2 separate regions of the Sus scrofa genome follow, and region 1 is linked to region 2. Evidence: chromatin contacts called from public Hi-C data. All regions are on one chromosome and are shown on one strand. The core of a region is the stretch at or near the end of the contact, and the rest is flanking DNA. Distances in the headings are between cores, read along the strand shown.

Evidence for each region. Hi-C and Micro-C count contacts between places; a contact is called where the count stands out from the background.
Region 1: a Hi-C map of skeletal muscle shows a contact between it and region 2, with 1.7 times the contacts expected there. The contact joins the enhancer-like site here to the promoter of PRKAA2 in region 2. A contact is called at or near these places in 5 of 47 Hi-C or Micro-C datasets (fetal heart ventricle, heart right ventricle, psoas muscle and 1 more) and 1 of 2 datasets of contacts at active chromatin or transcription factors (skeletal muscle).

The regions. Positions count from the first base shown.
Region 1 is chr6:155,835,376-155,838,989 of Sscrofa11.1, reverse strand. All of the region lies in intron 1 of PLPP3 (phospholipid phosphatase 3), which reads right to left. Among named protein-coding and RNA genes, the nearest start is that of PLPP3, 36 kb to the right of the region's middle. Within about 2 kb of position 1,804, at least 15 of the 83 cell types and tissues checked have an H3K27ac peak or open chromatin away from gene starts, as enhancers often do. A contact at or near this core is called in skeletal muscle, where this site is marked.
Region 2 is chr6:155,752,106-155,755,572 of Sscrofa11.1, reverse strand. PRKAA2 (protein kinase AMP-activated catalytic subunit alpha 2) reads left to right here and starts at 1,329. Exons shown (of 9, transcript NM_214266.1): 1 at 1,329-1,472. The coding sequence starts at 1,379.

The DNA of each region.
Region 1 (3,614 bases), core at 555-3,054, 83 kb before region 2:
GGCCCCTGGCTTTTCTACCCCTGTTCTGGAGAACATAAAAGTCCTTGCTGAACCTATAAAAATAGAAGTAATTAACTCTTGGAGTTCCCACTGTGTCTCAGCAGGTTAAGAATCTGACTAGTATCCATGAGGACGCAGGTTTGATCCTTGGCCTCGCTCAGTGGGTTAAGGATCTGGTGTTGCCTTGAGCTGTGGTGTAGGCTGCAGACCTAGCTTGGATCTGGCATTGCTGTGGCTCAGGTCCAATTCAATGCCTAGCCTAGGAACTTCCATATGCTGCAGGCACAGCCCTAAAAAGACCAAAAAAAAAAAAAGAAGAAAGAATTAACTCTTGGTTCAGCAATGTCTTCTGTGATAAGTAATGACCACATCAGACATACGTATACATATGTGTATCGGTATGTGATGGTGTCTTTGACTATGTCTCAATGTTAACCCAAGACTGTGCCCCCATCTATGTTTTCAAATCCCCAAATTGGAGTTCCTGCTGTGGCGCAGCAGAAATGAATCCAATTTGTATCCATGAGGATGCATGTTCGATCCCTGGCCTTGTTCAGTGGGTTAAGGATCCGGCATTGTCACTGTTGCGGCTCAGGTCACTGCTGTGGCACAGGTTCCATCCCTGGCCTGGGAATTTCTGTATGCTCTGGGAGCAGCCAAAAAAATAAACAAAAAATAAAATCCATTGGATATTTGTGAGTGTTACAAATCTTACTCTAAATGGAGTCAGGCATATTTCAGGAATATGCTGGTAAAATTTTGGAGAGATCTTAGGTGTCATTTACTCCATTTACTAGACGGGAAGGCTGACATCCCCCCCACACACACACCCCCTAGTATTCTAATTACTCCTTGTTGGTAAGTGTCCTTGCTAGCTGAGAGTCTCTTCAGAAAAGGATCCATATATTTTATTCACCAGCACAAAGAGCAATTCATGACACTTAGTGGGTGTTCAACAAACATGTATTGAACAAATGTATAGAAAATGGACTAAAATTCAGAAGATAGGGCTCTTCCCCCAGTACACTCTTTGACCCTAGATCTGCCCCCACCCTGTTACTTCTGAATTTAATTTCTTCTTTCTCATATCCCAAATCCTATCTCTCTAACACAATCCCCCAAAGCCACACAGGACCACATGCCCTCATAAGGAGCAGACAATTGCATCAGGAATATCTTATGGAGAACTTAACCAGCTTCAAGTCTCAGAAGGGTGGTGGTTGGACGGGTTGATCTATCTTTAGGACACTTAATCTTCACCAGCTGCCCAGATTTTTCGCGTCATGAAACTATCAGAAAATACTCTGAAGGGGTAAACTGAGGGGATGCTGCCCAGTGACTCAGCTGCCACTGCCACCCTGCCCTGCAGGCCCAAGGGCTAAGGATCCCTTTCAGCAGCACCCCCACCCCAACTAATCTATTTGCTGTGATCCTCTGGGGAATCGCTGCCCTGAAGAAAATTCCCAACAAGAAGAGCGCTGATTTCAAGAAAGCAGCTCAGACCTGGGTGTGCAAACCAGTTTTGCCACTTACAATCTGAGCGATCTTCAGCAAATTGCTGAACTTTTTGAGTCCCAGTTGTGAAAAAGAGGACACCAACAGCCACTTTGAAGAGGATGAAATACCATGGGGTAGGTATTGAACAAAGGTTAGTTCCCTGCACTCCTAATCCTGAAAATCGACTCTCTGGCCTGTTTACATGATGCCAATCAACCGGCTGGACTGGTTTCCTCAAAGAAGGTGGCGAGATGAAGCAGGACAGGGCTGTGTCAGCTCAGACAAGGACGGTGACGCGACCTGCACAAGACTGGAGCCACTCCAGTGCGTGGTGCAGAAGACAGCCCTCTCCCCAGGAGCAGGCTCCCCACTCCCAGCCCTGTCAATGTTCCTTTTGTAAAGCACAGAAACCTTCTTCAAATCTGACAGCTGCCACCTGCACAAATAATTCAGGGATGTAATTTCGTAACTGAATCCAAGCCCTGAAAGCTGAAAAGTTTGAAGTCCAAAATAATCCCTTTGACCTTCTGCCTAAACACTCACTAATCACTTTTTAATTTGTAGTTTATTTCCTCTCTCTGTGCTGTCCTTAGAGGCGGTATTTTTATTTTAGCCGTACCCAGGGAGTGAGTGGCATTACGGAACACCTGATTAAAGCAGAAGTCAAACGTCTCTCCCAGACATCTGAGGCTTGCTTGGTGCATCCCCCCCCCCCACCAGAGTTCTCCAAATTGCACTGGGTGGTGAGAAAGTGAAGGAGAAAAAGGCTGCTTCGAAGGCGGAAACTCCTCATGGAGAGAATTATGAGCTACAGAAATTAATATGTAGTGGTCCCTGCTCTCTAAGAAGGCACACGCTGGGGACAATTCCCCTCGATGCCATGTGACAGGAACGTCCACGGAGGCATTTCTAAAATGTTCAGGGAGCACAGAGGACGCCCTTTAGCACAAGTCTTGGCAGCCAAGAGGCAGACGCAATACCAGTTGATTGACTGACAGAGTAAATGCATTTCAATGATTCCTGGCTGTCATTTGAATACCAATGACGTATTTAAAGCAAGACCAAAAAAAAAAAAAAAAAAGTCCAGAACCAAAAAGCAGCCCCCCTCTAAAAAAAAAAAAACTGCTTCTGTGTTCCACCCTCATCTCCTTCCCACCTTTTACTCCTGAGGAAAAATGAGAAAAGCCGTTTGAGGGAGACCCTCTAATTCCTAAAACACACACACTGAGAAGATGCTAAAAAGGAAAAACAGAGCTAAAAAAAGTGATTCATTCCAGAAGAAATTTCTTCCTCAGAGGAAAAGAGTTTCTAACTGAAGCACCGCTAGGATTGCTATAGATTGTAGTTAGTTGTAGCCCAGATAGATATATTGGGGTCATTCTACTTTGTTCTAGTAAATTAGCCAACGTTTCACCGACTGAGCAGAGCCGCCTGTGGACTGAGCTGGGTGAGCTCCGCCAGGATCCTGGGGAGGAAATTGACTTCCAGGCCAGTGTTCAGTGAAGTAAGGCCTGAGAGCACGGAGAAGACAGCACAAATGAGTTTGGGGTAGTTTAGTTCTCTAGCCAAGTCCACCTTACAAAACAAATACTAACCAATGATAACTGATAACAAAAAAGTTGTATCCATGAGTATTCATTCTGCTACTAACTATATCATCGCACTTCCGCTCCCTGGGGCTCCTTTCTTCACATGCAAAATGAACGAGGCCTTACCACACAGGTCTTATGGACCTTCCTAAGTTTAGTTGTTTTTTTTTCACTTAAAAAAAAAAATTTTTAGCCACACCTGGGGCATGTGAAAGTTCCTGGGCCAGGAATCAAACCCGAGCCACAGTTGCACAGATGCAGCAATACCAGATCCTTAACCCGCTGCACCACGCAGGAACTTCTGCTGGAGTTTTCACCTTTATCCAAGGAGTGCAGGGCATTTTCTGAATAAACTGAAGACTGTGTTTCCATGGCATCCTTACATAGAGCTGGGCATCACCACCTGCCCACTACCCTGGCTCAGGCAACTGAGGGGCACACTCCTTTTAAGTCTGTGGAGGTAGCCTGGCCAATCAGAGCCCTCCAGAGCTCATTTATAAAGAACAGCTCCAGAAAACATCGCTACAT
Region 2 (3,467 bases), core at 80-2,579:
GCTGTGATGTCTATAATTTATAAGATGTGATCATCTCTCATCAGATTGACTTGATGGCTAAACAAAAATGGATGTATGCTCGCCATTGGTATATTTGTCACTTCTCGGAAAACAAACTTCTGTTACATCTTATTCTTTCTGATAAATATATTTCTCTCTTTACATAAAAATAGTGAGATGAAATTTCCTGTTTGGGGAATGTGACCTTGAAACTCTACTGTCATGCACAAAGTTAAAAATGTTCAGTTAATCCTTAAACACTTATTCCCAATCAGCAAATAATTTTTAGTCACGGAAAGAGGAAATTTTGAAGACTGGGACACAGTAGGAAGCAAAGAAGGGAGAGAGGAGGAAGTGAGAACCACTTCATTACTATATTACTGTATCTTGGCAGTTTTTAATGCTTACCACCTCCCCCCACTTCAATCTTTACCTTTAATTTGTGCCTTTATATTGCCCTAGCTCACCGTAGTACTTCGTCCCTTATGTATCTTACTTTCCATGCTCTCTTCATTTCCGTCACTGTTTCCCTTTTGTACGGCTCCATCACAAATTATTTATACACTATTTATATAGGTATGTGCTAAAATACAATCAGGTAACTCTTGGGTCTGATTGTTCCGAGAACTTTGTCCAAATTAGTGAGAACTGAGAACTCTAGAATGGAGGGTCTCCATCTGTAGCTCAAAATGATTGAGAATGAGGAAGTACACCGAGGTGGGTCACTGAAGCCAGCACACAATTGGGTTCTGTGTGTGTGTCATGACCTGTATCATAACACTGAACCTGAGACTGGAGAAACTTCCTTGTAGCTCTCCTTAGACTGACCTTCGAGCAAGGTCGTTCACCATCGCCTCCCGCCCGGATCCCTTAGACCCCTAAGCTGGTTTTCACACCCCTCTTTCCTCACACTTCAGGCCTGTTTCTCTTCTCCACCTTCAGCTTGCATCTCTCCGCATTTGCTAAGATTCGGCCCAAATCCCACCCTCATTTCCACTCCTTCGGGTTCTCCTCACCGCCCCGCCCCCAGATAGCGGGGCACCATCCGACCGCCACCGCCTCCCGCGCACACCTGTAGTCCTCCGACCCTCCCTCCACCCGGCCTCCTGCGCCCAGCCCAGGGCCCACCCTGCGCGCCCGCCAGCTCCGCACACCTACGTCCCCGCGCCGGCTCTGGCCGGGGGTGTGCGCTCTGCCCACCCGCTCGAGCCCCCGCCCCGCCCACCTGCTCGCCCTCCCGCCCCCCGCCCGGCCCTCGGCGCCTCCGGGCCCCCGCCCCCCGCGGGCCCGCTGCACTGTGGGTAGGCGGCGGCGGCGGCTGCGGCCGCACTGAGGAGTCCGCCGCGGCGGCGGCGGAGCGAGGCTGCGCGCGCCGAACATGGCTGAGAAGCAGAAGCACGACGGGCGGGTGAAGATTGGACACTACGTGCTGGGGGACACGCTGGGTGTCGGCACCTTCGGCAAAGTGAAGAGTTGAGTACGCGCCGAGGCCGTTGCTCCGGGCTGCCAGCCTCGCGGGAGGCCAAGCCCGGGAGCCCGGGGCCGCCAGCAGGCAGTGGGTGGGCAGCGGGCGGCGGGGCCTGGCGGCAGGTGGAGCGGCCCCACCAGGGCCGCGCGGAGCCCGGGGGCTCCGGGAGGGCAGCCGTCACTTCCTCGCCCCGCGGCAGCGGCCGGGTGAGGGGACGCGGGAGGGGCGCAAGCGTCCCGGGGTCCAGGGCCGCCGCCCACCGCCTTTCTCGCAGTCGGGAGCGAGACGCTTCTCCCGCCCGACTTCAGTGCCCTGCTCTGTGACACCGGGAGACTGGACTGTTGGGCAAGGTGCCTTCCTGCTGGGAGACTGTACGGGTAGGGGTGGGGAATGACACGCGTTCCTGGTAGTGGAGTTTCCATTTTTGCCAGGTGCCCCGTTAGGTCCTTCACAGGTGATCTCCTTTGAGCCTTAGGGCAGATGCAGGTGTTATCCTCACCTTAAACGCGAGAAAACAAGGACCCCCTAGGGGTTTAGGAACATGCTCAAGGTCACACTGGGATGTAGGTCTAAAATGTCCTCCAGTTTGGCCAGCTGGGAGGTCCCTGCCGTCCGAGTTCTTTCGTGCTCCCTTGCTGGGTTGGTGGGGCTGAGAGTTTAGGGGGTGCTCCCCGAGCGAGCGGTTGGGTGGGTCTTTCTCCTGGCTGGAATGCAGCTGCATTGGATCGGGGTTAGTTACAGCTGGGAGGTCTGAAGGTTGGTTGGTTTGTGTAAAATGGTCCTAGGAAGGCTTCTGGGATGCGGGAGAGAAAATGCGGTCCTTGGTGCTGGATCTTGGGGGATGCCGGGCTGAGGCCAGAACTGCTAAGGCGTTTGTGCTCTGCTGAGGTCTGTGTTCTTGGTGATGCGGTCCCATTTTGGGGTGTAGAAAAACAGGTTGCTTTTGAATTATTTTTACTTCTTCCTAGTTAAGTATTGAACGTTCCTGTTTTTGTTAATAAGAGTCACATGGATTTAATTAATTTGTCCCCCTCCCCCGAACTAGAACCGGCTATTTAAAAATACTTCTCTTTTGATTGTTGCAAATCCATTACTGTAAGTGTAGTTTGCCTCCCCCCCCCCCTTTGCTCTAGAAATGTTGGTTAGGTAGTTTGTAGATTTTATGGAAACTTCTATTTCCTCAAAAACTGATGTTTTAACTTTAAATTAAGGCTGTTAAATGTTTATTTCTGTGGCACGGACCAGCTCTTATTTACTTCCACATGTCTGATATCCTTTCGTTTGTTCAGAACGCACTGATTGAGTGCCTACAGTGTTTCAGGCACTGTTCTAGGTAATGGGGATACCCTAGAAACAAAATCAGATTAAAATCTCTCCTTTTGTGGTGCTTTAATAAATTCTTGTAGGGGAAGACAACAATTCCTTTGTGTATGTATATATGCGTGTATATGTATGTATATATGTGTGTATGTATATATTTGGTGCCCTTGAGAAAAATGAATGAGAGAAGAGAGGATAGGGAATTTTGTGAGGTTAGCAATTTTCAATAAGTTTATCAGGCAAGGCCTCACCGGCAGGGTGGTATTTATCTAAAGACCTAAAAGATTTGTAAAATTCTTTGACGTACTGTGAGAGCTGTGAAGGCTTTTAGTTTTGAAAGACTTTATAGAGTGGACAGTTAGGAGAATATATTTAGAATGACTATAGACTCAGGAATTGGATTAACGCTTATAACATTACTGAGGCCTCTTGTGTTTTGATGTTATACACCCAAGCCTTTGCCATCTGGACAAGTACACTCTCCAGGTTATATAAGGTACCCTGCGCCCTTTGAAATTGTTAACATTTTTGTTTGTCTTTTTAAATTTTTCTGTAATCTGAATGTTGACTAAAACACCTATCAGGTCAGTCAGCCCATTGGCACAAGACAACTTAAGTCTCTTTTGTATATACTTTTGAGCTGCTTCTAGGCACTGACGACTTAAAATGTAAACCATCA